Regions from separate parts of the Mus musculus genome. Here region 2 is linked to region 1. A link is a contact called in public Hi-C data. All regions are on one chromosome and are shown on one strand. Each heading gives the region's core, a stretch centred on a gene start, on an enhancer-like site or on the middle of the called end of the contact. The rest is flanking DNA. Distances are from core to core; before and after follow the strand shown.

Evidence for each region. Hi-C and Micro-C count contacts between places; a contact is called where the count stands out from the background.
Region 2: a contact with region 1 is called in a Hi-C map of liver, with 2.6 times the contacts expected there. The contact joins the promoter of Dio3os here to the enhancer-like site in region 1. A contact is called at or near these places in 2 of 39 promoter capture datasets (liver and macrophages), 1 of 15 datasets of contacts at CTCF or cohesin (the NIH/3T3 cell line), 5 of 484 Hi-C or Micro-C datasets (the Patski cell line, cerebral cortex and liver), 4 of 115 datasets of contacts at active chromatin or transcription factors (embryonic forebrain, embryonic midbrain, embryonic stem cells and 1 more) and 3 of 9 other capture datasets (adipose tissue, liver and pancreatic islet).

The regions. Positions count from the first base shown.
Region 1 is chr12:110,216,745-110,223,082 of GRCm38.p6, forward strand. No RefSeq gene overlaps it. Among named protein-coding and RNA genes, the nearest start is that of Gm34895, 4.4 kb to the left of the region's middle. Within about 2 kb of position 3,932, at least 16 of the 459 cell types and tissues checked have an H3K27ac peak or open chromatin away from gene starts, as enhancers often do. A contact at or near this core is called in liver, where this site is marked.
Region 2 is chr12:110,274,858-110,281,195 of GRCm38.p6, forward strand. It overlaps Dio3os (deiodinase, iodothyronine type III, opposite strand), which reads right to left and starts at 3,211. Exons shown (of 4, transcript NR_002866.2): 1 at 3,126-3,211; 2 at 2,694-2,892; 3 at 1,769-2,569; 4 at 527-720. It overlaps Dio3 (deiodinase, iodothyronine type III), which reads left to right and starts at 4,373. Exons shown (of 1, transcript NM_172119.2): 1 at 4,373-6,240. The coding sequence starts at 4,375. The coding sequence ends at 5,289. It overlaps Mir1247 (microRNA 1247), which reads right to left and starts at 3,272; the gene lies at 3,191-3,272.

The sequences.
Region 1 (6,338 bases), core at 2,682-5,181:
TTGTATTCTATAACCCAAGCGTCTTATATCTTCAGCAATGGAGTGTCGTCACTTTGTTCTGGTAGAAAATCCAAGGGCAATGGCAGTAGTCTGTGTTGTTTGTGTAATCTGTGTAGTCTGTGTTGCTTGTGTTGTTGTTCAAGGGTCTCCCTAACCAAAATAACTCACTGGAGCAGTATCTCATGCCTTGCACTAATATTTTTGTTAAATAGCTCATGACTTCTGGAGAAAACATTGTCTACCTATTCAGGGTACCTGCATTCAAATTCCTTTCCTTTTTAAATTATATTTTGTAACAGCTGACAAAGTAGTGGGTTTCTATAAGGTCGGTTTTCCTATATCCTTAGTTCTGGCTAACACTCCATCAGCCTCTCCTCTCCCACCTCCCCATCTGCTCTCACACGTAAAGGACTCCCTTCACGATTCTTTCTTCGTGTGCTCTACTATCCTCTCACCTCTTGCCACGCCCCCTTCTTCTCCCCACTCATGAGCCCTCTCTAGCTTCTATAGATTTTCCAAGTTAAACACACTAATCTGGCAATCCAAAGCGAGAGTCTGATGCAGTGGTTCTCAACCTGTGAATCGAAACCCCTTTGGGTGTCAATGACCCTTTCACAGGGAGGTCATAAATCAGAGAGCTTGCATATCAGATATTTGCAATATGATTCATAAAAGTAGAAAAAAAAATCACAGCTATGAAATAGCAGAAAAAATAGTTTTATAATTGAGGGTCACCACAATATGAGAAACTGTGGTAAAGGGTCACAGTGTTAGGAAGGTTGAGAACCACTGGTCTAGTGTGATACTGTTTAAATCCTGGGCTGAGTGTAAAGCTCATCGGTAGAGCATTTGCTTTGCACGAGTGTAGCCCCAGGTTTGAGCCCAGCGAAAATGGTGCAGCAAGATTATTTACCTAAACCCTCCACACAGAGCACCTCTTACACAGATCAAAGTCTTCTGTAAGAAACTGTAGACTTGGGATGTTCATTCAGGCCCGATGCAACAAAGGTCTCTCTGGAGGGGCACAGGGAAGGTGGAAGATGTGTGGGGTCTACAGGAACTCTTGGCAGGGGCACAGGAAGGTGGGGGATGTGTGGGGTCTACAGGAACTCTTGGCAGGGGCACAGGGAAGGTGGAGGATGTGTGGGGTCTACGGGAAGTCTTGGAACTGTTTTCTCGTCTCCATTTTTCTATGAACCTAAAATTGCCAGAAAATTTAAATTGGAAACAAACAAAAAAAAAAAGTACTTGTTCTCAGTAATACTCATCCTGAGCAACCCGACACAGAGGACTGAATGGCATCTCTCTAAGAAGTTACACATGGGATGAATTTCCTATCGCTAGCTAGCCCTCAGGCGACACGAATCAAAGCCATGGCAGGACGCCACCTCACAGCTGCCACCTCACAGCCCCTGGGAGGACTGAGGTATAGCCTTTGTGGAAACCAGTTAGTGGCTCTCAGAAAGATAACTAGCCAGTGACTGTGACATTCAACAATTCAACTTCCTTGTGTATAGCCCAAAACCTTGAAATCAGGCTTAGGGTTGTGGCTCAGTTCATAAAGAGCTTGCTTGGCATGCACGAATCCCCACCACCATAGAAACTACGCATGAAACACACCTATCATCCCAGCACTTAGGAAGTCAAGGATGGAGGGTGGTAAGTTCAAGTCTAGCCTGGGATGTGATAACTCGCCTTGGTTATCAACTTGATTACATCTGGAATTAACTAACCCACCCCCCCCCAAAAATGGAAGGCACACCTTAGAGAGACTTCTGCTTAACTTGAAGTAGAAAGATCTACTTTTAACTGGATCTTTGAAGATCCACCTTTAATCCAGATCTTGAGTTGGGGAGGCACACCTTCAATCCATATCTTTAATCTTCATCTAGTCTGGTCATCTCTTCTGCTGGAGGTCTATCGAAGGACGTGGAAAAGAAGCTTCTACTCTTTGCCGGCTTATAATGCCTTTCCTCACTGGCATTAGAGCCTACTTCTTCTGGATTCCAGCGTCTACTGAAGGCCATCGAGGCATCCAGCTGTGTGGACTGAGCAACTACTGGATTCTTGGACTTTCCATTCATCGATGGACACTGTTGGATTAGTTGGACTTACAGTTGTAAGTCATTCTAACAAATCCCCTTTGTGTGTGTGTGTGTGTGTGTGTGTGTGTGTGTGCGCGCGCGCGCGTAAAGACAGAGAGAGAGAGAGAGAGAGAGAGAGAGAGAGAGAGAGAGAGAGAATGATTCATTCCATAAATTCTGTTACTCTAGAGAACCCTAATACATGGGTTAAGTGAGAATTGTCTTAAGAATAATCACTCATCATTGAAATCCAGGATCCAAACAAATCATTGTATGTCTATGTCCACGGTGCTGTTATTCGCAAGTGGAACCAGCTGAAGGTCTGTCAGCAGATAACGGTCATCAGATGTGACCACACACATGTGGAGCCTTCTTCAGTTACAAATGAACAGAAAAATCCTGTCACGGCCTAGATACCTGTGAGAGAACCTCCGAGACTCGATGCTGAGGACATCAGCCAGAAACAAGGGAAAACCATGGTAGTCAATCCATGACAGAGAAAGAACAGGGGTGACCATAGGCTGGGTAGAGGGTGACGGGAATCAGTTTAAAGGGTGCAATATGTAGTGATGGTGGCAGTTGTGATACGCTGTGACTACTCTTAAAAAAAAAAAAACTGACAAAACAGGGAAATTCTGTGCTGTGTATGGTTTACTGCATGATTCAATACAAAAGCTATGCAAATAATTTATCATAAAAAGCAAAGCTGATGAGCGCTGTCACCAAAGATGAAGATGATCCTGGACCAGGCCGTCTATCTGAGGATGCTAAGTGGAGAGGGTGGACACCTGGGATGGAGGCAGGCGAGCACAGGGACAGCTTAGCAACGTGGGACTGCACTTGGCTTCAACTATGTATCCTAGGAGCCCATCTTCGGAGAGCTGAACTCATACCCGACTCAAACAATGGGATGGATTTCCTTTCCCGTAGCAATCCCTTTCTGGCTCCTCTTTGGTGGTCAGTTTCCATTCAAACAAATCGTGAAACCCCCTGGGAATGAGAGATAGAGAGCCGCTCCAGTCTGAACCACTTTTGGGTGCATGCGCAACGAGCAAACGATGTCCTCTGAGTGAACTTTGAGGGGAAATCCCTACTTGAGATCATATGCAGAACTGGGCATGCTCACGATTGAAATCAGGTGCATCATGGGAAGTATCAAAGGCTCACATAACCCAAGCCTGTCAATCAAGACAGAGCCCTCCATATCATGCCCCCTAATAACCAGCTCCTCCTTATCCTTGACCCCATAAAAGGAAACCCCAAACACTAACCTTGAATGCTCTGGCTCAAGGGACCTGCTGCTCCGTTGAGCTATAAGACTGCTTTGTTTCTGAGCAAGTCCCCAGCACTGTGCAATCTGTGCATGTGTCTTTAATTCTCCAAGTAAGATGCCAAGAACCCAGAAACGTTTGCCCAGTCTAGGATGTCTGAACCAGCGACAGGATAACAGTGTGTTCTCCCGCTCTGAAGGGGGTCCTGGTGTGGACAAATGAAGAGATAGGAAAAACAAGGGTGCAGGTGTCCAGGGACCAGGGAAAGGCATAGTGGCTTCCACTTTAGAAAAATGGAAAGAATGCTGGAGCCGGGTGGCAGTCGGTCGTGGACACCAGCACCGCGGTACTCAGTGTTACTGATACTGGCACGGAACCCGATGTGAAATGCTCGCAGCATGAGTTCAGATCCTGCGTTCCACCACCAGCCCTGAAAGAAAGAATGCTGCACTGGCGACTTTTACCTTACTTAGATTTTTCCCAGATTTTTTTTTAAGGGAGAGAAAAGCACACCACCACCAACAGTAAACAGAGAGCTCCAGCCTTCAGCCCGGGGATCTCTAAGGCAATCTGGCACATGAGCGGTCAGCAGGGACCTTCCTGCCACCTTTGCCCTCGGAGCTCCATGGAGCAAAGTCTCTCTGTACCTGGCATTGCTTCATCTGGCCAGAGGCCAGTATTCGTAAAAAACGGCAAAGATAAATATTTTCCACCTGGACTTGGGTAGCAGACTACAAACAGAGAGCATTCCGTTTGGGTTATTTAGAGTCACTGCCTTGTTTTGAGCCTCATGCGCTTTCTAACCACTGTCTTGTTGACCCTCCTTAGTTCTAAAAAGTACAGCAGGTCCTGCTTCCTTGAGATGCACGCACCAGCCACAAAGCCTTGTGCATGGCTTCCTGGACTGCTGGGATGAAGCTTCCTTGTGTATCAGTACAATAGTCTCGTGATGTGGCTGCAGGATGCACAGGGTCGTGCTGCACACTGCAGATAGGGATGCTCCCAGAGATGGTCCCAGTGACTACTCCACAGTCACTCTGCTAGCCAAACCTTCCCCTCTGCACTCTGGCTCACTATCCATCCCTCCACCCACTGAACCCATGAAATTAACATATGCAAATAGGAGGCCAGGAACCCCAGCCAGATCCAGAGGGGGCTTCCTGCTCCAAGTGGGGGTTCACAGCAGGATCCGAAACCCCTGAACCCAGAGATTGATCAGCCTAAGATTGTCAACAGAGCACTGTCACCAGTGCACAGTCCCACACTGGGACCTTATCATGACATCATCCTTTCCAAGAACTCCACAGCTCAACCCGATATGCAGCAGGGCTCTGTGACTGGATCCAACCTTTTCCCAGACCGTGCCGGCCCCAGTGGAAGTGCTCTGTTGTGACCACCCTGGGCTGTGACCAGGCACTTTCTGCCTTCCCACACAAAAAGTATCTTTTGCTTCTCTCCTTTGACACTGACTATCTAGCCTAAGGCAGGAACCAATTAAACTAATTAATCCCCAGACACTTGGCTCAGGATGGAGAAACTAGGCCCTCACACTTTGAATAACTCCAGAGGAAACCCTTTGATTCAGAGAGCATCTAGGGACCTTTTGTATCTGGGGCTCTAACTTCCAAGAGCAGGCAGGACCCAGAGACCTCGGTGTCCCGGGTGTCTCTTCTCCAGGCCTCTCTGGAGGGGTCTCCCTGTTGGCTGAACCCAAGACCACATTCAGAGGTATCAGGGACATCAGCTCCTCCTACCTCTTGCATCCTTCCCTAGGATACAAGCCAGGCAGCTGCCCCTAGGGGAACCTCTTGGCACATCCATGAAGGGTTTGAGCTTTTTCTTATAAGGAAGACGATGACCCTCTGATTTGGAAGGGCTTAAATACTTCTAGGTTCAAGAGTACAATTTATTGAAAATGAAGTTCAAAGTCTCAGAAGAGGTGGCCCTGCTCTTAAGACACCTTATCATCAGTGACCAGGTCCCTCATCCAATGCTATTACTGCACAGACAACAGCAGACTCTCCTTGGCTGATGCAGGAGGAGTGACTTTCCACGCTGTTTACTCTCATACCATTCTGGCAAGAGTCGGTGTTGTTCTCTCTCCCTGCAGAAGCAGGAACTCTGGGGCACTTGGAATCTGGTCTCTGCACAGGATTTTCCAGAGCTGTGTCTCTGCAGAGAATGGAGATCCTCTTGCCGAGAGCCTTTGTCACCTTCCTTCCTGGGTTCCTAGCCCCACCCTCTTAACACTGTTAGCAATCGTCTGGAGACAGAAGTCACGCAGCCCCGAACCTGCCTCTGTCACCCTCACACGAGTTTTTATTGTGTCTTTTGGATGAGCCGTGTTTTCAAATTCCCAGCAACTATTTCCAAATCAAGTTTTCTTTTTTTTTTTTCCATTTTTTATTAGGTATTTAGCTCATTTACATTTCCAATGCTATACCAAACGTCCCCCATATCCACCCACCCCCACTCCCCTGCCCACCCACTCCCCCTTTTTGGCCCTGGTGTTCCCCTGTACTGGGGCATATAAAGTTTGCAAGTCCAATGGGCCTCTCTTTCCAGTGATGGCCGACTAGGCCATCTTTTGATATATATGCAGCTAGAGTCAAGAGCTCCGGGGTATTGGTTAGTTCATAATGTTGTTCCACCTATAGGGTTGCAGATCCCTTTAGCTCCTTGGCTACTTTCTCTAGCTCCTCCATTGGGAGCCCTATGATCCATCCATTAGCTGACTGTGAGCATCCACTTCTGTGTTTGCTAGGCCCCGGCATAGTCTCACAAGAGACAGCTACATCTGGGTCCTTTCAATAAAATCTTGCTAGTGTATGCAATGGTGTCAGCGTTTGGATGCTGATTATGGGGTGGATCCCTGGATATGGCAGTCTCTACATGGTCCATCCTTTCATCTCAGCTCCAAACTTTGTCTCTGTAACTCCTTCCATGGGTGTTTTGTTCCCAAATCTAAGGAGGGGCATAGTGT
Region 2 (6,338 bases), core at 1,961-4,460, 57 kb after region 1:
AGGTAGGATTTTACAGGACCCCAGAGTAGCAGACAAGAGCAGTGCAAGTCCTTCCAAGGTGTCTAGAACCTTCTACATCTGTGGAGCAACATCTGAGGAAGACATTGACAAGATGCTAAGACCCTGGCTCTCCAAGATCAGCCCAAGATCATCACTGAGCTACTGGCCACCCTGTCTCCTCAGAGTATTTCTGTGCCCACCTTAGTTGGCCTGAGTCAGAGGTGGGAAAACGTGTCTCAAAGACCACTCTCAAACTAGTGGAAAGGGCTAAGCACCTCTTTCAGAGGGAGCGGTGCACAGCCTAGAAAAGGAACCGGGATAAAGTGGGCAGGTGGAGGGCATATTCGTTAGATGCCACACCCAAAAGGGGATGTTCCACGGAGCCAGTCCTAGATGACCTCACTCAGGCCTGCTGCCACCAACATGTCCTACCTTGCTTGCTTACCGCCGCCGTGTGCAGAGGGCAGAACGACACATCTAGAAATTCTCCCCAAACCCGGTTTTCAGTAAGTCCACACTGTACACGTTTCTCATTGCACAAAGCTTTATTGGGCCCCTCCCAGAAGTCTCTCCAAGGGATCCCGCCTGGGCCAGCCTGGGAGGTCTGCTGGGCAAACACAGAAATGCATCTGCTGAACAGGCTGCTGGCCACTGAGGAAGAAGGGCCAGGAAGAGGGAGTGTGCTCCTTCAAGAAGAGTCCAGGCAGAAAGTGGGCTCCCCTGTATGAGGAAGGGTGGGGCCAGGTCAGACCAGGGCTTTAGAAGAACAGGAGGACTATAGGGGTGGAGGGAGGAAAGAGAAGGGCAACAGGAACACCATGGGTGGAAGTTCAGAGGAAGGAAAACCTCAAGTGTCCAGAGACCAGGGTGGGGGAAGCAGACCAAGAGCGACAGGAGTGACGGTCAAGGAAGACTGAGCCCATGTAACCAGGGCATGATGAGATGGGGTCAGACCCAGGGCACAGGACTGTTATTCTCTGATGCTCTTCTCTAAATCTAGGGGCTGGGCCATCTTTTCTGAGTGCGTAGGAAATACCCCGGCTGGGAGACATAGAAGCCAGTGGCAAGACCCACCAACCTGCATGGGTGTCTCCTGACAGCCTTGGGAATGGGAGGCAGAGACTATGCCTGCCACACACTGCACACCAACCCCACCCGGAGGCTAGGAGATGAAGGGGTTAGTGTCAGGCCCTCTAAGCACTCCTTCCCTGGCAGACCACTACTACCCAAATCTTGGGAGTGGAAGACTGGCCAAAGGCCAGTCCTCCTCAGTCATGCCAGGACCTTGGCCCTCCTCCTCCACCAAGTTGGTCCAAGATACCAAATGGACCCAGCCCAGTGCATCCCTCCTTTCTCTCCCTGTCTGCCCTCTGCTGGAGCTGGGAGAAAGCAGGCAGGAGAGCCCAGAGCATACCATCCCACCCCGGCTCTTGAAACAGGACAAGTACCCCAACTTGTGTCCCTTCCCAAATCTGCCAGGTCCACTGAGGCCTACACCCCTCATGGATTTCAGAAGAGTCTTGGCCTTGGGCCAGTATTCATGTTCTAGACCACTGGGACAAGACAAGATAGTTTAAGTAACTGGTAGAAAGGCTGAGAACTACAGCTAGTTAGGGGTGCTCCCCTGAAGGGCATGGGAAAAGAGGACTGGGGAGGAAAATAGAGATGAGGAGGAACCGCAGAAAGGTAGGGAGCACTGGTGTGGTTGTCAAGCCAGGTATGTGTCCCCAAAGCCAGAATCACTGGCACCCCTTGGGTCTTTCCTCACCTGTACAGGATGCCAGGGAAGTCGAAGGCCTGGGTTCTTCATCCAAGGCTCTGGAATCCTGAGGTGTGGGGTGTAGCCTATTTCCCACACAACACCCGCCCCTGTCCAGAAATGTGGATGGCAGGGTTTCCCAAGTGTCCCATATCAGAAAGGGGTGATGTTCAGGGGTGACTGGTCCCATAGAGCAGGACCAGAAGGACTTCTATCTGTCCCAGACTATGGCTGCCACATGGCATATGCACCTACACACATAATGCGAGAAGGGGAGGATCGGCCTCATATCCCTGTCCCAGGTCCTTATAGGAAGAAGCAGGACACAAGCCCTAGACTGGTATCTCCCAGAGATGAGGGGATCTTGGGCTGAAGAGAACTATCTCTTGCTCTACCCAAGACAGCGCCCAGAAGCTCCCAATCTGTCTCTCAGACTCTCCAGCCAGAGTCTCTTCTCACTTTACCACCTAAGTCTGAAAGAGAGTGGGGGGGGGGTTGATCTGTAAGCTCAGAGGAGCCCTGCTTAGGGATAGAACCATGAGTGGAACCCCCAGCCAGGCACGTTCAGGGAGATTTCTGAAGTCCTCCTGAAAGACCTTACAAAGAGTGCTAGAAACAGCAAAGGAGTCTGATGGCTTCCTTCAGGTGGGAAGTGCTGATGTTTACTCCCTTGCCCCCAGAGCAGAGACATCCTCTGACCCAGAGGGAGAAGAGCCACTTTCACAGGCTGTTCACAGGCAGCACACTCCAGATCCAGCTGCTCTGGCGGCCACAGGTCCCGCGACCGAGGGACTCCCTGGGCAGAGCATCCTGCCAGGACAGCAGAAACCAGGTGGTGAGGGCGGGCGCCTACCTGGGCGCCCTCTGGGCTACTTGAGGTCGACTTTTCCGGACAAGTTCCATGGCTAATGGAAAGTGGTCTGACTGTGCTCACCCTCCCGAGACGCCAGCGCGGTCTCTGGTAGAGAAAGTTAGGTAGCTGGTCTCTCCCGAGAGGGCGATGCATGGGACGCAAGCAGCTGGAGCTGTAGTATCCGGCTGGGGTCCCGTTACCCCAGAGAAGGCCCCTGTGAGTGCTGGAGCATTCTAGGGAGTGCGATTCTTAGGCGCTGCCTTCGGGTTGAGGCCTTGACCTGAGGGGTCATTGTGAGGTGTATCTAAAGTGGAACTTGCTTAGGGTCTCGAGGACCCCAGGTCAAGCAGCCCCGCCGCCCCTGAACCCAAGTCTCCAGCAGTGCGCCACGCGCAGAGACAGATTAGGAGGTCTGCGCCGCTGTGGCAGAGCCGACCAGAGCCCCACGCTGTTGGGGAGTTGCCCCGCACCCCTAAAAAGCCTCAGCACACGTTCCCTGTTGAAAGTACGCACTTTACGCGTCCGGGCGCCTCCGCGGTTGAGTCGGGCCGCCGCGCTCCGAGTTCGCGAAGGTGGCTCAGTTCGGGCGCTCCAGTCTCGACGTTCCCGGGGCAGAGAGCAACGTCCGGGGACGAACGGGACGGGTGCGCCCGGCGGCCGGGGCTGCGCCGGGCGAGGCAAGCGGCGAGAGGGGAGCGCTCCCGCGTTCAGGCAACAGCTACCCCTAGTGGGAGAGCCGCCCGGGGCCGGCGCCGCCCCGCGCCCGCTGCCCCGCGCCCCGCGCCCGCAGCGCCCCGCGCCCAGGGCGTCCCGGAGCCGGCCGAGGGCGAGGCCCGGCGTCGCTTGCCGCGACTCTCCGGGTCTCCCGAGCTGGGCGCCAGCCCACCCGCGGGCCCTGCCCTCGGCACCTCCGGGCTGGAGCCGAGGGGCAGCTGACCCGGGAACCGCGGCGTCCGGCGGGAGCGAGATGGGACGGGGCGGGCGCGGCGCGGACTGGGGCGGCGCGCGGCAAGCTCGGGCAGCGGCGGGGGGCGCGGAGCGCGGTGTGCGTGGCGGGGCGGTGCGGGGGGCGGCCGTGTGCGAGGCGCGAGTGTGAGCGCGCGCGGGAGGCGGGCGGACGGGCTGCGGCAGTCGAGCGGCGCCCGCGGGCGAGCGGGGAAGGCGGCGGGAACCCAAAGTTGCCTCCTCGCGGGCCCGCGTCCCCGGCGGGGCTGCAGCCGGGGGCCGGCCGAGCGGCGGCCGCAGACCTGGACTCCCGCGGTACCTGGGCAGCGACCCCGCACGAGCAGCAGCAGCGTGGGCGGCGTTGGCGGCGGCGCGCGGGAAGCGAACCGGAGCTCCGGCGCGGCGCTGCGGCCGCCGGGGAACTCAGCTCAGGTGCGCGGCGAAGAGGGCGCGGGCTGGGACCCGCCCGCTGGGACCTAGGAGGTGCGAGGCGCTTGCGCGGGTTACACCATTGCCACCACTGACTGCTTGGCTCTGAGATCGGGCTCCTAGTCCCTGGACACAGCGGCTTCGGGGTCCCCCGCCCCTGAGAGCGGGCTGCGGGACTCAGGCCCGCCCCTGCCAGCCCCGGGACGCACCGCTCCACCCTCGACCAGCCTGCGCCCGCCCTCGACCCAAGATTTCTGGGGCATTGGCCGCGCCTCTGGGTGATCCCTCCGGGCTCAAGTTGCAAGGGGGCGGGCCCCGGTCGGAGGTGGAGTCTCCCGCCAATTCAAGCTTTGACTATAAATTGAGCTCCCAGAGCACCGAGGACCAGATGCCTCGCCAGGCCGCCTCGAGGTTGGTGGTCGGAGAAGGTGAAGGGCCCCCGGGGGCTTCGGGGCCCGCGGCCACCATGCTCCGCTCTCTGCTGCTTCACTCGCTGAGGCTCTGCGCCCAGACCGCCTCGTGCCTCGTGCTGTTCCCGCGCTTCCTAGGCACGGCCTTCATGCTCTGGCTTTTAGATTTCTTGTGCATCCGCAAGCATTTCCTGCGCCGTCGCCATCCTGACCACCCTGAGCCCGAAGTAGAGCTCAACAGTGAAGGCGAGGAGATGCCCCCTGACGACCCGCCCATATGCGTATCAGACGACAACCGTCTGTGCACCCTGGCCTCTCTCAAAGCCGTGTGGCATGGCCAGAAATTGGATTTCTTCAAGCAAGCCCATGAGGGTGGCCCAGCGCCCAACTCGGAGGTTGTCCGACCTGATGGCTTCCAGAGCCAGCGCATCCTCGACTACGCACAAGGGACCCGCCCGTTGGTGCTCAATTTTGGCAGCTGTACCTGACCACCGTTCATGGCGCGGATGAGCGCCTTCCAGCGCCTGGTCACCAAGTACCAGCGCGACGTTGACTTCCTTATCATCTACATCGAGGAAGCCCACCCATCCGACGGCTGGGTCACCACAGATTCACCCTATGTCATCCCCCAGCACCGCAGCCTGGAGGACCGTGTCAGCGCAGCGAGAGTACTACAACAAGGTGCACCTGGCTGTGCTCTGGTCCTGGACACTATGGCCAACTCTAGCAGTTCCGCATATGGTGCCTATTTTGAGCGCCTCTACGTCATCCAGAGTGGCACCATCATGTACCAGGGAGGCCGTGGCCCCGACGGTTACCAGGTGTCTGAGTTGCGCACTTGGTTGGAGCGCTATGATGAACAGTTGCATGGTACTAGGCCACATCGATTCTAAATAACCAAGGGACAAGTGACTGAATTGGTGGGCCGGGTCTCCTGGGCCTTCGAAGCCCACGTGCAAATGCTCCAAAGAAAGTCAAAGGTTGTGGGGGATCCCCATGACACAGATGAGCACAGCCACAGAACTCAGGCTGAGTCTGGCTAACTTGAGACTCTGCTATAGTGACTCCCTTTTGTACGTTTTTGGCTTGCTCTCAGGAGCATTGCTGTGGCTCGAACTGACAGCTTTGTCCCTGCTGGAGTTTACCTGCTGGACTTTCTGACACCAGGTCTCCAGCGCTGCTTCGGCAAAGCGCGAAAGTCCCCAGCATTTCACAGCTCGGACTTGTTGGCCACGCCCGCGCGCCCTGAGCGCAGCTGGGTTCCAGCAGCGCCTCAGGCTCTAGCTAGTTGCCTGGCACCCACCTGTCGAGCGCAGGGAGTCCTGCTGCTTTTGTGTTTATTTCTTATCCCTGGGTTGGGGGAGGGGCTCGAGATAGGGAAAGGGTGGGCAGGGTAATTTCCCCGCCTAGCTTTGGGTGCGCTGGAGCCCTGGCTGCTGATGACGAACCGCCTCTAACTGGGCTTGACCACGGGTCGGCTCTGAATTGCAGAGAGGCTCGAAACAGCGCCTAAAGTAAGAGGGGGAGAGTGCTCTGGGTTCCACAGGGAACCGTCGAAAAAGGGGTGGAAGAGGGACATGGTAAGGGATGGACTTCGAGACCAAAGGAAGTGGCTTGGGGAATCAATCTGCGAGGTTCGCAGGTCCCCAGGAGGGATGCGAGAACTTTTTGGAGAAGGGATTAGTTCTAAGACAAGGAGAAGGGGAAGAACTTGGGAGTCCTAGGCAGAAAGCGCGGGTTGTGGGGCGGGGTGAAGACCAATCAGTGAATGTTGTGTTGGAAACATTCCTTGTGTATAAACTTTTAAGCTACAATAATAAAGACTTGAAGGAAGTTGCTCTGATTGCCTTTGGTCCGTTTATTTTCTCGTGTCTTTGAAAAACCAAAAAGAACTAAACACAAATTTCTCCCTGGCATCCCCATAGTGACTCTAGGGGAAAGT